Linked DNA regions of Rattus norvegicus: region 2 is linked to region 1. Evidence: chromatin contacts called from public Hi-C data. All regions are on one chromosome and are shown on one strand. Each heading gives the region's core, a stretch centred on a gene start, on an enhancer-like site or on the middle of the called end of the contact. The rest is flanking DNA. Distances are from core to core; before and after follow the strand shown.

Evidence for each region. Hi-C and Micro-C count contacts between places; a contact is called where the count stands out from the background.
Region 2: a contact with region 1 is called in a Hi-C map of liver, with 4 times the contacts expected there. The contact joins two enhancer-like sites. A contact is called at or near these places in 3 of 12 Hi-C or Micro-C datasets (kidney and liver).

The regions. Positions count from the first base shown.
Region 1 is chr11:47,990,310-47,995,449 of GRCr8, reverse strand. All of the region lies in intron 2 of LOC102550135 (a long non-coding RNA gene), which reads left to right. Among named protein-coding and RNA genes, the nearest start is that of Kcnj15, 78 kb to the left of the region's middle. Within about 2 kb of position 2,424, at least 1 of the 93 cell types and tissues checked has an H3K27ac peak or open chromatin away from gene starts, as enhancers often do. A contact at or near this core is called in liver, where this site is marked.
Region 2 is chr11:48,109,056-48,114,195 of GRCr8, reverse strand. No RefSeq gene overlaps it. Among named protein-coding and RNA genes, the nearest start is that of Kcnj15, 41 kb to the right of the region's middle. Within about 2 kb of position 3,130, at least 14 of the 93 cell types and tissues checked have an H3K27ac peak or open chromatin away from gene starts, as enhancers often do. A contact at or near this core is called in liver, where this site is marked.

The DNA of each region.
Region 1 (5,140 bases), core at 1,175-3,674:
ACAAAGGAATACAGGAGGGAAGATTTTGATCAGAGCATGTTATATGTATTATGTAATTACTAAAGAATAAAATTTAAAAGACTTTTAAAGGTGGCTCTTGTGTCCCCACCCCACCCCCTTTTGCCTATTAACGATTGATACGAGGAACCCCAAGAAATTGCAATTTCCTCAAAAGGCTCGCACCAGGGAAAGGAAAAGCAGAACCTTTGGTGGCAGATAGGAAGACACTGACTCCCAAGAGGGATGTCACGCAGCTCTGAAACTTATCAGCCTGTCTTGCTGGAGATGGCGAGACTGAAGCTAAGACAGAACCACGCCTTCACCAGGACAGCAGATGAATACCTCTTGCCCACTGTTTAGTCTGAACATGTCTGGACCCCAAAATGGAGTCCATGGTCGCTGGACCTCTTTGCTGCTGTTCCCACTGTAGCTGTGTTGAGTTAGTCTCCTGTCTCTGCTTCTCACTATTGTTTTCTCTTTGGTTGGGCTATGGAGGGTGGGTGTCTTAGAGACACCCAGACTTCAGCTCTGATCCTAACAATAGTACTATCACCATGGCTATTGGTTAGGATCTAGACACTATGGTGTCCTAACACTATGGAGTCTACTCAGTCCTGCTGGAGTACACCGGCCTAGAAGAACAGCATATGGTCTTAAGTTAGACTCTGTGCATGTATTCATATTCACAAAGAATTAGCAGAATTGAGCTCCTTGTGACTGTAGGAAGTCACCTTGCCAGTCACAGTCATGCTGGCTACAAGGCAACTGAGATAGAGAGCTCCATAAATGGCTGTTTTCTTCCGGCCAGCGCATCATAGCTCTCTCTGATGTCCATCTCGGACTTCAAGACCAGGGGAGTACATACAACTAACTCAAGCCCACTATCTTAGAGTTTCATTGCTGTGAAAAGACACCATGACCAAGACAACTCTTGTAAAGGACAACATTTAATTGGAGTGGCTTACAGGTTCAGAGGTTCTGGCCACGGTTTCAAGGAGGGAGCATGGCATTGTCTAGGCAGACATAGTGCAGGAGGAGCTGAGTTCTACATCATCATCTGAAGGCCACTAGGAGACTGACTGGCTTCCATGTGCTTGGGAGGAGGGTCCCATTGCCCACCTCCTTCAACAAGGCCACACCCACTCCACAAAGCCATACCACCACACCCACTAAGGGCGGTCTCCCTTCACATGAACTAGGGACCTTAGTTCATCTACATAAATCCCTGTGCCATATAGAAAACTGTCACAGGAGTCATGCCTATCCTACTCACAGCTCTCGTCCCCACTCAAGAAGAAGGAATCATTCAGGGTCACGGTCAGGTTGGAACTCTATTCATCCCGAATGAAAATTATACGTCTCTGGACAACGCTGAGAACAAGCTGTCTGCAATGCTTTCTTTTTTCCATCTGGAATGTTTTCTGGCTGTTGAAAGGGTCCGTTGACATGTGGTTTCCCATCCCAGAGGATGGATATTCCCTCTGAAAGTTAACTAATTCTTGACTCGTCTTTGGATCTACTCTCTACTCTTGACTCATCCCTGGATCTAATCTAAGGACCACCCAATGGCACAGACGTTCCAGAGGGCTGGTGAGGGAACTTGCAGTTAGCACAGTGGCCTGGTGTGTCTAAGCACTGGTCATCACCTTAGGGTTCTTTTCCTAGGGGAGTAAGGTGTTGAGGTTGCCTAGAATGGTAATGGAACAGACCGAGTTATGCACACAAAAGGCAGCATAAAGGGGATATGTCTGTGCAGAATGCCTCTTCTCTCGGTCTCTTCATGGCTCCAGATATGCACTCCTGAATCCCATGCATTGTCCAACTTCCTGTCTTTAATGCTCCAGTAACTGGATGCTAGCATGCGTTAAAGATGACAGAAAAGGAAATGTGGAGAGGGGAGTCCTTCCAGTTTCTACCTACATTTATTTTATTTCTCTCAGCTGTTTTATCTAGCACCCAGGGCCTTGTTGTTAACTTGCATATTTGTTCTTTAATATTATTTGTGGTAGGTCTTCTGAAGGATCCAGGATGAGGTGTGCGTAGCTCCCCCAAGTGATAGATATTCCTGAAGAGTCCTTTACAAATGGCTTTGTCCTCCTCACCCTAGCTTAGAGACAATGTAAGGTGTCATTTCATTAATGATCCTTATATATCTGGGAAATTTAGGGGAATGCTGGGTTTAGTCCAGAGGTTTGGGGTCTAAATTTAAATTTAATTGTAGTGAGATCTTTATCAGCTCTGGGGTTATAGGAGTAAGTCAGCAGTTCTCAGCAGAGGGTTGTTTTTATTTTATTTATTTATTTATTTATTTATTTATTTATTGTATTTTATTATTTTTTTTGTCACAACAAGAGGTCACTGCTGGCATCTAGTGGTGGAGTCCTGGGATATTTCTGCCATCTCACAGTGCTCCGGATGGCCTCCAGAACCGAGTATCCAATGTCAGATATCAATAGTTTGAGAAATCTTGGATTGAACCAAACTCTTGGGCCAGCCGAGGCTGTGTGACTTTCATCAAGGTAAAGCTGGCCTCTCTGAACTGGGATACCCTCCTGCTTCTCTGTGCCCCTTGCACAGAGACTAGCAATTCCAGCTGACCCTGGAGGCCTGCCTGCCCTGGGCAAAAATTCATCAGGCTGGACTGGAGGCCTAGGGACACATTGCTGCCTTAGTCCTTTGCCATGCTGATTCCTTGGGGTTTCAAGTATTTACCATTCTTTGCAAGACTAAATGCTCCCTCACAGAAGGGAGCGGGAGGCATCACAAGGGCCCATGCTGTGTGCTTTTAGTGAATGATCTGATGTAAGAAAAGAAGCCAGTGTGGTTAGATTTCTGTCAGTCTTTCCAATTTAAGGTAGAAACCCAAAGCTTGAACCTAATGTGCCTTGCTCAGATGCAGTACTAACTTCTGCCTTTCTATTAGGTATTTCTGGACCAAAGAAATAAATGGCGGGGCAGAGAGGTGTTGGCAAAGCATTTCGCTTTTCCTTGGGAAGGAGAGGATGTTGTCAATTGTGAAACCAATTGATTTATAGCATTTCTCTTCCCTCATATCTCCGGATTAGATAAATGGGATTCACACTTCTTGTCCTATGACCTTAGGTATGGTTTAGTGGCTTTAGACTAAATTTGACTACGTGATTTGTCTGCAATGTGTCCTTGAGTTTATGACTTACCTGTTGCCTCAGTCTCCTTATTTGTCAAGAGGAGATAACAGTCCTGCCTACAGGCGGGGTTGCTGTGATAATCGAGTGGGTCAATATTTACAAGGTCCACAGAGTAGTGCCTGCCTTTCAGGTAAAGTCACCTGAATGTCTGAATGTGCTCTGAGCCTCCCCCTAGCTGTGTAACTCAGTGAGCCAAGGATGTGTTTTTACTGCAGCATTAACCCATTGAAAACCGACTTGGAGCCCATATGCTGCCCTTCAGCCAGCACCTGATCCAGAACCAGCAGGCCTGTGTTTCCTGGGCTTGATTTCCTAGGCAGCATGTGCTTTTAATTAACCCATTTTCATCCATAAGGGTGACAGAGAGAGGTCTTTTCTTAAGCTGATTTTCCAGAAATTCTATTCACTGGACTGCAGCCTTTCTCATTGGACTATTTGCTGCCCCAACTCCACGGTATATCAGCTTCTTTCCCGATACATTTCTCCTGCTTTCTTGGGTGTAGAGAAAGTCGTGTTTGGGGTTGGGATTGCTGGTGATGGTCCTAGAAGGAAGATGGAGAGAGGAAAATCTAACAACTCTATTGTGCCCCAGGAGACAGGGGCCTGGGGAGGGCGGTCCAGGTACTAGCCAGACTGGAAGGGTCCAAGCACTCCCTTCATTCACAGGTCCACCAGAACCTGGATTGCACAGAAAGGAGACTCTGTGGACCACCTGCTCTCTTCCTGGTGAGAAGAGACATGGCCTCTGGCATCTCTAGGAAGAGAATATGATCTCCTTCCCCACTGGGTTAGTTCTGAACTTAGGTGACTACTTCCTGTTCTCAACTACCAGAACCAGGACCAAACCATGCTGTTCTGAGCATGCTCAGTGCTCATCCTACCCTCTAGTTGGATTTTGGTTCTGTGGTCTCTTCTGGTGGGAAGAGACTGAGCTTCTCAGTCAAGAGGAGTCAGCTTCTACCTGCTGTCCTAGAGAAGTTCATAATTCTCTTTTACCACCCCCCACTCTTCAACACTCCACAACTACCACCTCTACCCCCACTATACCACCATCATCTCCCCACCAACCCCTACTCCCCATCTCGGTCCAGAGCGCCCTAGTTAGAGCAAAACTTAATTTCATCTGACACCTCTCAAATTCTGCAGCTGGGGAAGTCTCTGTAGCTTCCTGTTCAGTATGGATGTCCGCATGGACCAGGAGTGAGAGTGGGTGGGCTACCTGGCAGAGTGAGGGCATGATAACCTATGCCCTCACTTCCCTTTTCCTGAACAGTACTAGACTAGGGCAGGACCTGTGTGGCAAGAATGCTGAGTAATTCTGGAGCAGGCACCCCAAGCCATGAGGGACAGCAGGGCAGGCATTGTGGGGTGGAGGGCAGAATACGGACACTTCACGCAGAGAGAACAGATATGGAGACTGTACTGGCTGGTTTTGTGTGTCAACTTGACACAAGCTGGAGTTATCACAGAAAAGGAACCTCATTTGTGGAAATGCCTCCATTAGACCCAGCTGTAAGGCATTTTCTCAACTAGTGATCAAGGCGGGGAGGGCTCAGCCCACTGTGGGTGGTGCTGTCCCTGGGCTGGTGGTCTTGGGTTCTATAAGAGAGCAAACTGAGCAAGACAGGGAAAGCAAGCCAGTAAGAAACATCCCTCCATCACCTCTGCATCAGCTCCTGCTTCCTGACCTGCTTGAGTTCCAGTCCTGACTTCCTTTGCCGATGAAATAGCAATGTGGAAGTGTAAGCTGAATAAACCCTTTCCTCCCCAACTTGCTTCTTGGTCATGATGTTTGTGCAGGAATAGAAATCCTGACTAAGACAGAGACCATCCTGGTCCTGAGGCCACAATGCTAGCCATGGGAGGTCTGTGTTTGTGATCTTCACCATCTGTGGGATGGTGGTGAGGATGGCCCTCTGTGGTGTTGGGAGGAAGACAGGGTGCCCATCGTGACTTGTCTGCTTCACTGTGTG
Region 2 (5,140 bases), core at 1,881-4,380, 120 kb before region 1:
CCCATGCCCCATCTAAACTCAGGTTCTTATCTGCTTTAGCTGTGTCAGGTACCGGTTCCGTCTCACTGAATGAGCCTTAAGTCCAATCAGAAGACATGGACACGGAGTTCCCATAACATTTGTGTCACAATCACACCAGCATATCACGAAGACAGGTCCTGTTTTTATTTCAAATCTATGCAGCCAGAGAGAGATGTGTAGTCAGTGTTTGCTCTTCCTACATTAACCTGTGGAAACAAATAGAAGGTATATCAATACTTACAAATCTTAATCCCTGGGTTTTAATTGTTCCCTGTAGACAGTCACCATTCCATATGTCCCACAGGGTGTCTCCTGGGTACCTGAGGCAAACTTGAACTGATACCACACACAGGTGACACGTCTGTCTTTGTTCCTGCTGCGCAGTATCTATCACTCTATTATCAGCCATGGCTGAGGTGTATGGAAGAGCGTGAAGTGCTCGATAACCGTTGTGCTTCTAACCTTGCAGAGAGGTTGCATTCCAAATGGTGGATGATTGGTTCTCTCTTCTAGCATCTTGGTCTGTTGAAGCCTCACTAAGAGCCTTACATAAGAATAGCTCTTCTGGACAGTCCTGGGTGGTGTGATGGTTTGTAAATGCTTGGCCCAAGGAGTGGCACTTTTAGAAGGTGTGGCCTTGTTGGAAAAAGTGTGTCACTGTGGGGGTGGGCTTGGACACCCTCCTCCATGCTGCCTGAGGATGCTCAGTCTGTTCCTGGCTTCCTTTGGGTGAAGATGTAGAACTCTCAGCTCCTCCTGCACCATGCCTGCCTGGATGCTGTCATGCCCCTGCCTTGATGATATTGGACTGAACCTCTGAACCTGTAAGCCAGCCCCAATTAAATGTTGTCTTTTATAAAACTTACATTGGTTATGGTGTCCGTTCACAGCAAAAGACCCTAACTTAGTTGATTTTCTGTCAACGTGACACAAGTTGTAGTTATCTGGGAAGGGGAGCTTCGACTGAGAAAATGCCTCCTTTAACGAGTCTGTGGGGATATTGATTGATGTAGGGTGGCCCAACTCACTGTGTGTGGTGACACCCCTGGGCAGGTAGGCCTGGGGTGCTCACTTGAGCAAGCCAGTAAGCAGCGTTCCTCCGTGGCCTCTGCATCAGGACCTGCTCCAGGTTCCTACCCTGACTTCCCTTCATGGTAGACTGACCTGGAAGCACTAACCCTAATGAACTCTTCCTGCCTTGGACCATGGTGTTCATCATAGCAAGAGTGACCCAAGACAAAGAGGACTTAACACACAAGTCTCAGGTCATTCCTGAAACATCACCCTCTCCCACCCACCCCCTGGTGTAGATTTCTGCCCTTTGACTCACTCCTAACTTTGCTGTGGACAACCCCTTCACTCGGTGTTCTAGAGAGAGAAGGGCGATGGACCATATCGTCAGTATTCTGTCAGGCTTGTGGTAGATGGAGGGAGCTATGGCTCCACTCCACTCTTACCAGTCAACATCATGGACACACTGTCTGGTCATTAGAGATGAGAAGGCACAGCGCTGGGTGGCCCAGCTTCCCACCTCAGCCCGAGCCTTATCCCAGCTTCCCTCCTCAGCCAGAGCGAGCCTGTCTTAGCGAACTTGCCCATCTTTCCCCCATTTCCGAAGATAATTTTCAGTGAGACTGCTCCAAATAGCCCAGGCTGGCCTTGAACTTGCTATGTAGTAAAGGATAACCTTGAACTTTTGATTTTCCAGCCCCCGCCTCCTGATTGGTGGGATTGTAGGTGTGTGCTGCCAAGCCCAGTTCACATAGATATGTGTGCAGTCCCTCAAGAGATTGACTATATTCACAGATATGTGTGCAATTCTAGGACACAGAACACTCTAAGAGCCTTCCACCTGAACTCACCTTTTCCTGGATAACGATTTTCCAAAATTCTCCACTTGTTCCTTTCCTAAATAAAACAAACCAGTTGTTTTTTTTTTTTTTTTTTTTTTAAGATAAAACATTTCTCAGATTTCTTGGAAATTTCACTATGTATTTCGATAAGCGGAGTGTTAAAGAAGTTGAACAGGGTACATCAAATTCCCTTTAAAAATACACGAGTTTCCTTCCAAATGAGGGTAGTATACTTTGTAAAAGAAAAAAACAAAAACAAAAAAAAAAACCCACCCAAAACCATGGGTTTGTTTTTTTCTGAACCAAAAGCACTTGGAAAAAAAAGGATTTGAGACATTCAGCAATTCCAAACTGTGGCAGGGTTCACCCATCTTTAATTTCAAGGGAAATTAAATCCAGCTGTTTCTCATTCACGGCCATCCAGCTCACCACAGGCTGCTTGGTCAGGGGTAATGGGACATCCAGGAAGCTGCCGCAGGGCTGTTTTAAGTCACACTGTTCTCAGCTGGGAAGTGGGCTTGGCCAGTGCCTCTCTTGGACCAGTCTCCCTGTCTTCCACTCGGAACCCACAAAGTCCTAAAGAATTAAAAACTGGCGGAGGCAGTCCCATAGCTATGCGAGGGCTCCGATGGGTCAATCTGTCCAGTCTCCTGCTTCTGCGCAGATTCTAAAGTTCACCCTCACAGTCCTTTCAGTTCTGTTTCAGCCTTACTGTTAATCTGTTTCTGTCATCAGCTCTCTTCCTCTCAGGAAGTTGTCTCCGTGCGCGCAGCGCGAGCCTACTGTAACGGGACATTGTTAATGCGTCACTTGGCTCTCCTGAGACCATTTTCCCAGCTGTCTGTTCCCATCCCCCAATTCCTTATCATCTGGGATCGGGAGTCCTTAGGAAGGGTAATGGTCGGCTTTCTCTCCAATGCTCTGGAAATGCTTGGCTAGCTTGCCAGAGGTGAGCTGTAAGACAGCCGGCCGTAAATCTCATCCGCAGTTACCACAGTTTGGTTTAAATAAACCCCTTTAATCCCGGGGATATTGACTAGCCTCCCATTTCCCCGATAAAGGCTGAAGGGTGATGGTTCCTCAAATCCACAGAGTATAGTATACTTTTCTCATCTGCAGAACTTTCTCAAATGAGACCATAAGGAAAAGCACAGACTGCAAAAGGACGGCCCGCCGGCTTGGAGAACGTGGACACAGTAGACTTTGATCCTGCTGGATCCCCTAGTAAAGGACAACACAGTCTCAGCTGAGCAAACAAAGAACTGACTGCTTGGGTCACCCTGGCACATGGCAATACTCGGTCTGTGCTTGGTAGTGGACGGTTGGAGCTCAGCAAAGTGTGACAGAATATTCCCGGGTGAGGGTGATGATTAGAGCTGATCATCAACTGCAGGATCTGGGACCACCTAGGACAACCCTCAAGGCACACCTGCAAGGAATTATCAAAGCTTTGTGCAGGCCTGGGAGGCTACTATGTTGTTGCGACCTAAAGGGGGCGGCACCATCCCCTCAGCAAAGGGAGCTACATACAAGCATCTGTGGCTCTCTGCTTTCTGGTTGTGAACATGTGACTGATGTTCAAGCCCCTGCTGCTTTGACTGCCCTGCAGTGATGGGTCTCACCCTGGATGTGGGAGCCCTTTCTCCCTTATGTTGCTTTTGTCAAGAGTATTTTATCATAGCAACAGGAAAAGGAAATGACAGTGAGGACCGAGGGTGCGTGGGTGAGATTACAGCAGTCCGCCACATAGGGACAGTGCTCACCATGGAAGTGAGAGCACAGCAGAGAGGGTCAGTGAGGGGTGCTTAGACTTGAATCTTTTATGATTAACTGTTAATTTCCCTTAATTATCTGATTGGCTAATAAAGATGACAAATAGCCAATCGCTGGGCGAAAATGAGGAGGCGGGTTTTCCGGGCAAGACAGGAAGAGGCGGAGAGGAGGAGGAGTTTCAGGAGATGGTGAGCAGAGGAAGACAGAGGGAGAGTTGTTGGAAGGAAGATGGAGGAGAAGCGCGTGTCCTGGAGAAACTGCAAATAGCAAGGATTTCATAGCTGGGGAAGAAAGTGGTGTAGAGGCAGATCTGCCCAATATAGGCGTACAGTTTATAAATATACAACTGAGTTGCATTTCCCCTTTCATGGGTTTATTGAGGTTGGAGATTTATCGCAACAAAGTTGCGTTTTCCTTGAATGGACTAGTTGGGGTTGGAGATTTACCACAACAATTAACAACTGAAGGAGCTGAAGGGGATTGCAACCCCGTAGAAGAACAACAATATCAACTAACTGGATCCTCCAAGCTCCCAGGGACTAAACCACCAACCAAAGAGTACCTGTGGGCTGATCCATGGCTCCTGTTACATATGTAGCGGAGATCGCCTTATCTGGCATCAATGGGAGGGGAGGCCCTTGGTCCTGTAGAAGCTTGTTTCCCTAGCATAGGGAAACTCCAGTGAGGCTGGAGTGAGTGGATGGGTGGGGGAGCACCCTCTTACAGGGAAAGAGGAGAGAGGATGGGAGGGGGGTTTATGGAGAGGAAGGGGGGGACAACATATAAAATGTAAATAAATAAAATAACCAATTAATAAAAACAAAACAAAACAAAAAACTCAACTGCATACACATCATAGTTTGAAAAAGGTTTTCCTTCAAACTTGGTCTTCTTCTGTCAGGTCAGATGCCCTGCCAAAGGCCTTGTCCCTAACTGCCGGCACCAGGAAGAGGTGGTTGGATGAGGATGGTGCAAACTGCGTCAGTGGAATAAACAGTTGATGAGTTAGTAGCTGGGTAGGCTTAGAGGGTAGGGCCCAGGTGGAGGAGGGAGGTCTATGTTGGTGTCTCTAAAGGATGTTTCCCCAGATATTCCCTGCGCTTCTCTCTGCTTCCTTCTTCCTGCAAGACTGGAGAGATATTTCCCCACTGCTTTAACCGCCATGGTGTCCTTCCCTGTGGGCTCATAGCCCAGAGCTGGTGGAACTGGAAAGTTCTGAACCCGGGGCCTCAACACATGTTTTTTCTCTGTTGATTCCTCAGGCATTCTGTCCTGTCATGGCACTGTGGGGTTGGGAAAGTCCTTCCGGCTTTGCAAGGATTAGCTCTGCCATTGGTTACCATGGAATCTCCACTCTTCGAACGGAGAGTTAGCTGAGTTTTTGCACGTCCGTCCTCTCTGGGGCTGTCTAGTTAATGTAGGAGTCAGAACAGCCTGTGTTGTGTTTGGTCAGCAAACTCACTGGTCAGTATAGGAATTTAGGCACATGATAC